Linked DNA regions of Sus scrofa: region 1 is linked to region 2. Evidence: chromatin contacts called from public HiChIP or PLAC-seq data. All regions are on one chromosome and are shown on one strand. The core of a region is the stretch at or near the end of the contact, and the rest is flanking DNA. Distances in the headings are between cores, read along the strand shown. Region 1 overlaps LOC110257245 (a long non-coding RNA gene). Region 2 overlaps CWC27 (CWC27 spliceosome associated protein homolog).

Region 1 (4,483 bases), core at 1,259-3,758, 210 kb after region 2:
ATCTAAATTCTCTGAGCTTTGGTTTCCTCATCTGTAGTTTACTTCAGAAGATTGTCGTGAGGGATTAAATTGGCTAATACTTGTAAAGGGTTTCACATGATGCTCAATAAATGCTAACCACAATCGCATTTGTTTTAGTAATGATTATTACAAACATTACCACCCTTAGTCAAAGCATAACTAGTTTGGAACCCCTGTCTAACAAAGTTCCTCGTAAGCTTTTACTTACGGCCTCTCCATGCTGGCCCATCTGGGAACCAGGAGGGTAGATGCTCTGCAGAGCTATGCAACCACCTTGGATTCTCCTGTACTATACCCCCTCCACTGGTGGTTCTTAGACCTGAGCCCCTGGGCTTAAGGACCTCCAAACCTCTGCCTCCTAGTCACTCAAGAAGAACGTATTTCTTTCCTCTTCCCAGATCCCTTCAGCTTTGAGTCCCAAGATTTTTTTGGGTTTTGTTTTCACTTTTTACAGCCTTACCTGCAGCATATGGAAGTTCATGGGCTAGGAGGTGAATTGGAGCTGCAGCTGCCAGCCCACAGCTATGCCCACAACAACGCCAGATCCAAGCCACGACTGCAACCTGTGCCGCAGAGACCACTGAGCAATGCCAGCGACCAAACAGGCATCCTCAGAATCACTATGTCAGGTTCATAACCCGCTGAACCACAATGGGGACTCCTGAGCCCCAAGTTTTAAGGTCATCCCCAAGAGTAAGGCTTTAATTTTGGGAAGCTGGACCAAATGTATCTGAGAAGCTCATCATTTCTGATCACCAACTCCACCCTCAGACACACAGTGTTGCCTAAGCTAAGTGCTGCCTCTGATTCACAGTAGCCCAGGCCATAAACCAGCAGGCCCTGCTTTGTCTGATGTCAGAATTACCCAAGAGCTTTGAAAAACACAGATGTCTGCCCCATTCCCAACCCTGGAAATCTCTAATTTTAACTTTCTTGGTGACTCTGACGATAACCCCAGGTTGAGAAACTCCGATTTTAGCAGCCGCCAAACATCCCTATCTTTCCCGAGCTACATAAACCTGCTGCTGTTGCTTCTAAACCCTGTTGGTTGCTGACTCTGGTTACCATGAGCTCCAAACAGGTCAAAGAACTCAAGCTGCTGATTATAACTTGGGAACCCTCCTCCACATCTCCAGCCCTTTGGGCCCAAAGACAGAAAAGGCATCATATTTGAGCCAAAAAAATATAATCGAGAGCACCAGGGCTGTAGAATCAGTAGCAGCTAATGTGGAACAGTGGATCTAAGTTCAAAAGATTTAAAGGCCTGAGACTCCAGCAGTGATCAAAAGCAGATAAACACCCTTCTCCCTGCCAAGGCAATCTAAAGTGATGCAGCACTGACTCTACTGAGGTTCATAAAGCAACCCTAGTGAGACCTTTGTTTTCTAAGAGAAAGGAAAAAAAAAAGAAAAGAAGGAAAATTGATTGTGGCAAGTCTTGCTGTGATGAAAACAACTCAGCAGGGCAACTTGTGTTTGTGGGTATTTTGGAAGGGAATGAGTACTGCTCACCTGGACCCCAATTCTAGCTCTATCTCCATTCATCTCCAGGTTCTGACTACTTGCCTACATCCAGCCCACAGGAACACAGGCCTCTGTGGTTCCCTGTTTAATATTTGCCTGACAAAATAGTTAACAAGCAAAGGATGGGGGAGCTGGGGCACTGAGCTGCAGGGACTCCAGCAGGAGCTCCTTCAAGATTGACCACAAGGCCAAGTTACTGTAAGAATCTTCTGTAAGAGGAAATTCTGTGAAGGCAAGGTGGAGACATTCCTCAATCCTTCTGCTCCTGGGCACTCTTCCCAGCATCTCCTTCTTAGCAGAGCTCAGTAGTTTCCCACTTAAAATGCTTCAGGTCCTTTGCTAAACCAGCCTAAAAAGAGTGTGTCACCTTATCCAGAATTCTTTTTAGAAGATTTTACAAAGCCATTCATAAGGGCAACATGTTTCAGTGTCAGGTTACTGACATCTCAGACCCCACCCCTACCCCCGACCCCCAGAGTCCTTGGATCACTTTTTCACCTCCAGGGCACAGACAGCTTTTAGCAAGACCCACGTGAGGACCTTCTCCAAGGAAAACTGATCCAAGGTTCATTATCCCTCAGAGGGCCTCTCCAGGGATCAGCAATCCTGTTTCACAATGCTGCTAGGCGCCCATTTCTGTTTTTCCTGCTGTAGCTGCATGCAAGGGTCTGTGGAGAACGTCAGCCTACACCCTGGCCCTGGCTCCCAGAGCCCTGCCGTCCTCCAGCAATGGGCTGACAAAGCGTGCTAACAATGGTTTGAAATCGTTAAAATAATTTAAAAAAAATAAAATCATGAATGTGTAACTATAATACAGATCTCATTAAAACAGACGGCAATAAAACCGTATACTTTACAAATAAGAACAGCTTCTCTGTCCAAGTGTCTTCCAATTACAGTCCAGGATCTAATTCACCCTTTTGGGCTCTGATACTACGACCAGCTCTCAGCCAAATAATTGTCTCACCACCGTGGTGATAGTCAAGAATGGTCGCAGTACAGAGTGAACCCGGGCTGGTGCGAGCAGCCAGGCGGCAGCAAGCAGGTGGCCAGCCAGCGGGGGGGGGGGGGCTGTGACTGCTGCGCATGCGCCCCTGTGCAGTGCACCCCGCGGGAGGTTGGCTAACGGAGGGCGGGGAGACTGGACTGCCCAGACCGTGGGCCCCACGTAGGTGACTGACGTCACCGTGGGTCTGGGGCACCCTCTCTTCTCACCGCAACCCAAGTTCTTTTCGGGGATTAGTCCTGACTTCGTGATTAATTGGCATTTTCTGGTTTTCCTAGGGTGACGTCATCGCTGCTCAGAGATAAAACAGACTTCTCTTGGAAAGCTCCTGCCAGGGCAGGCTCCTATGTCCTGGAAGCTGTCCCGGACCCCGTCCCGCAGGCTCCAGAGCACCCGGTGCCCCGCCACCGAGCCCCTGCTGTTTATTGCTTTGGCTCACTGGTTAAATGCGAAAGTTCAAGATTTTCTTTCCCTTTTTTCATAATTATAAAAGTAGGACTTTTTTTTTTTTTTTTTTTTTTTTCAGTGGCCACACCTGCTGCCTGTGGAAGTTCCCAGGCTAGGGGTCAAATGAGAGCTGCAGCTGCTGGCCTAAACCACAGCCACACCAACGTGGGACCCAAACCGCGTCTGTGACCTACACCACAGCTCACAGCAAGGCCCCATCCTTAACCCACTGAACAAGGCCGAGTATCAAACCCTCGTCCTCATGGACAGGAGTTGGGTTCATTACCTCTGAGCCACAACAGGAACTCCCCGATATCCTCATTTCAAAAGGCAGAAAATTATAAAGAGAAAATTAATCAACCAGAGCCACACCCTGAAGGCTTAGTCTCTGTTAATGTTAATTTTGATGCATTTCTTTCTAGTCTTTTCTTCTCTTTATTTGCGACAGATTTTCAAGCATTGCTCAGTGGCAGTCATGTCGAAAATAATTTTGTATACTACCTTTTTAACTTAATATTGTAGCAGAAATGAGTTTTCAGCAACCATTTCTGTAAAGTTCCGAAAGACTCTTAGTGGATGTACTATCAGATACTTGAATATTATTTCTATTGACGGACACCTAGAATGTTTCCAGTTTCCACTGGTATATAGGTGGAAGGTACATCATCCCTGCACCCATTGCCATGTTGGCTTGGGATACTATTTGGTGGAGCCCGCAAAGGCAAACTAAGAACTTCGCCCAGTATAAGTTAAAGGGGGATGGAAACTTGAAAAATTCTGCCTTTTCCATATTGCTGATGGTGGAGAACCAGGCTTGGAGCTGACTGCAAAGTGAGTTGTGGTGGCTGTGAAGTGGAGATCACAGGCCTTGCAGTGGAAGCTGGTGGCAGAAAAGGATGCACCTTACCCTCAGAGAATGTGCCTCCCATACTGCCTTACTGAGAAAGAGAGGCCAAGACGAAGGGAGTGATCTGGCATCTAAGGGAAAAACTCTCCTGAAGATAAGTGGCTGATCATTTTCAGAACATTGTTGTCAAACATTCTTAATTTTAATTCTGTTGATCACAAGTTCCAACTTACTATTTGGGGAAATTCTGTGTCTTTCTCTTACTGAAAAAAAAAAATCAGAGAAATAACAGAAGAACTAGGCCTAAGTGAAGGAAGAGTGACACAATTGCATGTTCTGCCTTGCTCTGATCAGTCCCTCTGGGAAGTCTCTGTCCCACTTTATGAGAGACTGGTGTCATGTTTTTTAAGATTCCAGATAGCAAGGATATGCAGAGCCCATGAGCCATCCAGAACTTCTCTCTGAGCTCCTGCATAAGCCTACTTCTATCTCCTGTAAGTCACCTTGACTGAAAATTATAGTAGGAGAAGAGGACAGAGGGAAAAAGACTGGTGGTTAGAGAATACATTCAGTCTCCTGGCGCCTTTTTTTTTTTTTTTTTTTTTTTTTTTTTTTTTTTTTTTTTTTTAAACAGATGAT
Region 2 (4,404 bases), core at 1,838-4,337:
TCCTGATGATGCTGGAGATTAGCCCCAAAATTGAAGGCCAGGATAACATTGCAAAGTTATTCCCCAGTCTTAATTTTTTTTTTTTTGTCTTTTTGCTATTTCTTGGGCCACTCCCGCAGTGTATGGAGGTTCCCAGGCTAGGGGTCCAATCGGAGCTGTAGCCACAGGCCTACGCCAGAGCCACAGCAACGCGGGATCCGAGCCGCATCTGCAACCTACACCACAGGTCACAGCAACACCGGATCGTTAACCCACTGAGCAAGGGCAGGGACCGAACCCGCAACTTCATGGTTCCTAGTCGGATTCGTTAACCACTGTGCCACGACGGGAACTCCACCCCATTCTTAAATTTTTTGGCTTTATGCTCATCTTTATACTTTCAGGTAGGATTTATCGGTATCCTAGTAAAGTTTTAAAAATTATGATTTGTACCTTTTATTGTTTTAGCCTATGCTGTATAGTATGGAATGAATTTTGAAACAAAATTTGCAATGTTATCCTGGCCTTGTTCACATTTTAGTAGATATTTAAAGGTATTTGCTCAGAGTTTTTGTAGTAAATTAGTTAGTGATGAAAATACGTTACCATTTTCCTGTATGTTGAAAGCATAGGTGAATAAAGGTAAAAAGGTTAAAAAAGCAAATTAAAATGTACATTTTCTGTCTTTTTCAATGTGAGGCTCAGATGTTTGCAGAAGTCAATGGTCACGCTAACTCTAAGGAGACAGTGTGAGGGTCCCATCTCCCAGTCAAACTAGCCTTGTTTCTCAACTGTGTCAGTGAATAGCAACCATTTCCACAAGAAAGCAAGGGGCATAACACCTGTTATAGTACCTACACACAGCCTTCAACAAAAATTAAGTATAGGACCCTGGCCTCTAGAGCAGGGCTACAACCTAAAGATGGTTCAATTGCAGCATCACTGCTTTGGCTCTTTGGAGTGAGGGTCATAATATGGAGAAATGTATGAATTACCAGAATTAATTCATGGAGTTAAGGTAATAGCCTTTTACCATATAAGATAATTTCTTTTACTATATAAAAGCTCCTACTAACTCAAGGTGCTTTTCATAAAACACTGATAAAATACTGTTTATTCCACACCAAAAAAGCGTGTAAGATATATTTGCATATGAGAAAATTAATTTGGCATTGTTCTTTTAAAAAGTCTTTGAAGTAACATTTTAAGAATATAAGTTCAGATTATATGTATCTTTGGAATATGTTTTAATAAAACATTATAACTATTGAAGTTTAGTATAGATGAACACCTGGCACCTAAACCAGGTTAAAACAAAGTTCATACAATTTAAACCCCTACAAAGATATAAACCTGATAATGGAAATATATTATGCCAAAGGGATTTACCTCTTCTGTACTATTTAAGATTGAAAAACTCTCAGTTTCCAGGCAGAACAATTGCTTAGCCTTAGTACATTATTGCATGCTTTAATGTTGTCTGCTTCACATCAGTCAGCTTCTGCTCACCATAACTTTTTTTGTTGTTATTTGATTTCCATTTCTGATTCTTAGGACAGAAAGAAATCCATATATAGAGTTATGATACTTTGAGCTAGAAGGGGTATTCAAATGTGCTGTTTACCAAATCCAGAGAATTACATACCTATTAGATCTTAAAGAGAAAAAAAAAAAAATAGATGGCTCAGTGGTTAACAAACCTGACTAGGATTCATGAGTTTAGATCCCTGGCCTCACTCAGTGGTTAAGGATCCGATGTTGCCATGAGCTGTGGTATAGGTCGCAGATGCACCTCAGATCTGGGGTTGCTACAGCTGTGGCGTAGGCCAGCACCTATAGCTCCGATTGGACCCCTAGCCTGGGAACTTCGATATGCTGCAGGTGTGGCCCTAAAAAGCAAAAACAAGTCAACAATAAGAAAAACAATTAAAGAAATGAACAAAAGACAAAGATATATGAGGAAAACAATATTTGAAAATATACTATATGTGCATTCTTGCTGAGATGGATCACTATTATAAGCAAAAAAAAAATTTTAATTTTCTGTGTATTGTTATTTCACATTTTAGTGTAAAGTGTATAAGGAGCTAGAAGAAAACAAAGATTACAGCTTATTTGCCTTTAAATCTGGAATTTTAATTAGTTACTTCAACTGACAAGGAACCTAGGGCTTAGATTCTGGCTCCTAGGTTTGTATTTTACGCAGTGTTGAAATTGCTCACCTAAGCATTGGAGCAGAGTGTATTGCAGAGTGTAGGGAAAGAATGGTGAAGCCAGAGAGCTTTCTAATATTCTCTCAGCTGTATTTGCAAAGTTTAACTTATTCAGGATCACGGTCCAAGTAATGGACAACTTAGGATTTAAATACAGATATGTTTGACTCAACTGCCCTATTATACCTCCCCTGAGATGAGGCATAAAGGATGAGCTGTTAGAATGGTGGACTGAGTATATGCAAGTGGGTGGGTAGGAGTTTGATATTGTGAAAACTGTGGGAACTTGGGTGAAAACATGCATGTCTATCTGTCTGAGTTAATGGTACCAAGTATTAGACACGTAGACTGAGACCAGATCAAGATGGGCTAGGTATACTTAGAAACTGGACTCTCCTTGAGATGGTGGGGAACAATATAAAGTAAAACTGGAAAGTGACATGACCAGGTTTTTGTTACAGAGAGATCACTGTAGTAGTAGTATGAAAAATAAACAGGAAAGAGCCAAAATTTGAGGTTGCAGAAACCTACCAGGAGGCTGCTTTATTAGTCCAAGTCTAGATAAGATATGATGAAAACCTGAATTAGACGTTGTTCTGTTTGCTATGTTATTTGCACTCAGTAAACACTTTTCAAACATCTACGATATGCACATAGATATAAAGATAAGGAAAGATCCTCTTTTGGCACAAAAAAGCTCTCAGCTGAGCCAGATATATTGCCTTGAACTATAGACCACAATGAACTCTATGCAAAACAGAGGTTCAGAGAAACTACAGTAGCTTCATGGAGGAGGGAGAGATTAATTTTGACCTTAGATATCAGGAAGTCTGCATGTATGCACAGTAGATAGCATTAAGACCAGTCCTTGAAGAAGAAGTAGTTTGAATAAGAGGAAATGGGTGGGAAGGGGAATTTCCAGCAGAGGAAACTGAGAAAAGTACAGAGTGTATTTGACGAACAATCTGTTGTGACTGGAAGAAAGGATATAGTTGGAAATAAAGCTGGAAAGATAGATTGGGACCAGATCATGAGATAGCTTTCAGAATAGTAAAGTGCAAATATAACTCATTTTGCTTGATTTATGTATTAATTCAGGTGTTCAGATAAACATAGATCAACTTCTTTTTTTAACTAGAGTAAATCAATTTGAAAGATTCACAGTCGGGTGAATACTGGATTTCTGTATTTTTGGAAAGGAGCATTGCAAGTAGGAGGGTTTGGTGAGATTACTATAGCAGGTAGTTCTGTTTATTTTACTTTTTTAACTTGAAAATGAATACCAAGTCCCTATGCTAAATGAGGTGTTAGTTTAAAGGAGAGGAATGAATCTGCCTAATGGCAAGGTGAAAACAAATTTTATTTCAAGCGCTATGCTAAACATTGTATTTGTGTAGTGAATGTTCTCAAATGTCATGACAGCTGCAATCCATAAAGACTAAGACTGTGATCCTAGCATCATTTACTCTAAATGAGATCTGGAGTTTCCCCTTGTGGTGCAGTGGAAGCGAACCCGACTAGCATCCATGAGGATGCAGGTTCCATCCTTGGCCTTGTTCAGTGAGTTAAGGATCCAGCATTACTGTGGTATAGTTTGCAGACTCAGCTTGGATCCAGCATTGCTGTGGCTGTGGCACAGGCTGTCAGGCTGGCAGCTGTAGCTCCTATTCGACCTCTAGCCTGGGAACTTCCATATGTTGCAGGTGCGGCCCTAAAAAGCAAAAATAAATAAATAAGATCTGAACAAGTCAACATTTCTGAATTGTTCTCATCTGTAAGATGTGATTAATACTTGCCCTTCCTATCTCAATAGGATTGTGGGCAGGTCAGATGAAATAAGGTACATGGAACTACTTTTAAGACCTGATGCCACTGATGGCCTATAGAGTTTAAAGTGCCTTTGCTACCACGTAATTCAACCCTCTCTTTATTTTTATTTTTTTTTATTTTATAGTGTTTTTTCTTTTTTTTTTTCATTATAGCTGGTTTACAGTGTTCTGTCAATTTTCTAGTGTACAGCAGGGTGACCCAGTTACACATACATGTATAGATTTTTTTCCTCACATTGTCATGCTCCATCACTATCATGCTCCATCATAAGTGACTAGATATAGTTTCCAATGCTACACAGCAGGATCCCTCCCTTTAACAACCATAGGAGAGCTCACCTTCTGGTACTCCTAACCACAGCATATTTTTAAATAAAATGAAA

What was found. HiChIP or PLAC-seq counts read pairs in DNA pulled down with a chosen protein or histone mark.
Region 1: an H3K27ac HiChIP or PLAC-seq map of alveolar macrophages shows a contact between it and region 2. The contact joins two enhancer-like sites. A contact is called at or near these places in 2 of 47 Hi-C or Micro-C datasets (embryonic fibroblasts and liver) and 1 of 2 datasets of contacts at active chromatin or transcription factors (alveolar macrophages).

What each region holds. Positions count from the first base shown.
Region 1 is chr16:43,607,658-43,612,140 of Sscrofa11.1, forward strand. The region is part of intron 2 of LOC110257245 (a long non-coding RNA gene); the gene reads right to left. It overlaps LOC106506514 (a long non-coding RNA gene), which reads left to right. Exons shown (of 3, transcript XR_001301846.2): 3 at 1-128. Among named protein-coding and RNA genes, the nearest start is that of CWC27, 260 kb to the left of the region's middle. Within about 2 kb of position 2,509, at least 31 of the 83 cell types and tissues checked have an H3K27ac peak or open chromatin away from gene starts, as enhancers often do. A contact at or near this core is called in alveolar macrophages, where this site is marked.
Region 2 is chr16:43,402,059-43,406,462 of Sscrofa11.1, forward strand. All of the region lies in intron 10 of CWC27 (CWC27 spliceosome associated protein homolog), which reads left to right. Among named protein-coding and RNA genes, the nearest start is that of CWC27, 58 kb to the left of the region's middle. Within about 2 kb of position 3,088, at least 3 of the 83 cell types and tissues checked have an H3K27ac peak or open chromatin away from gene starts, as enhancers often do. A contact at or near this core is called in alveolar macrophages, where this site is marked.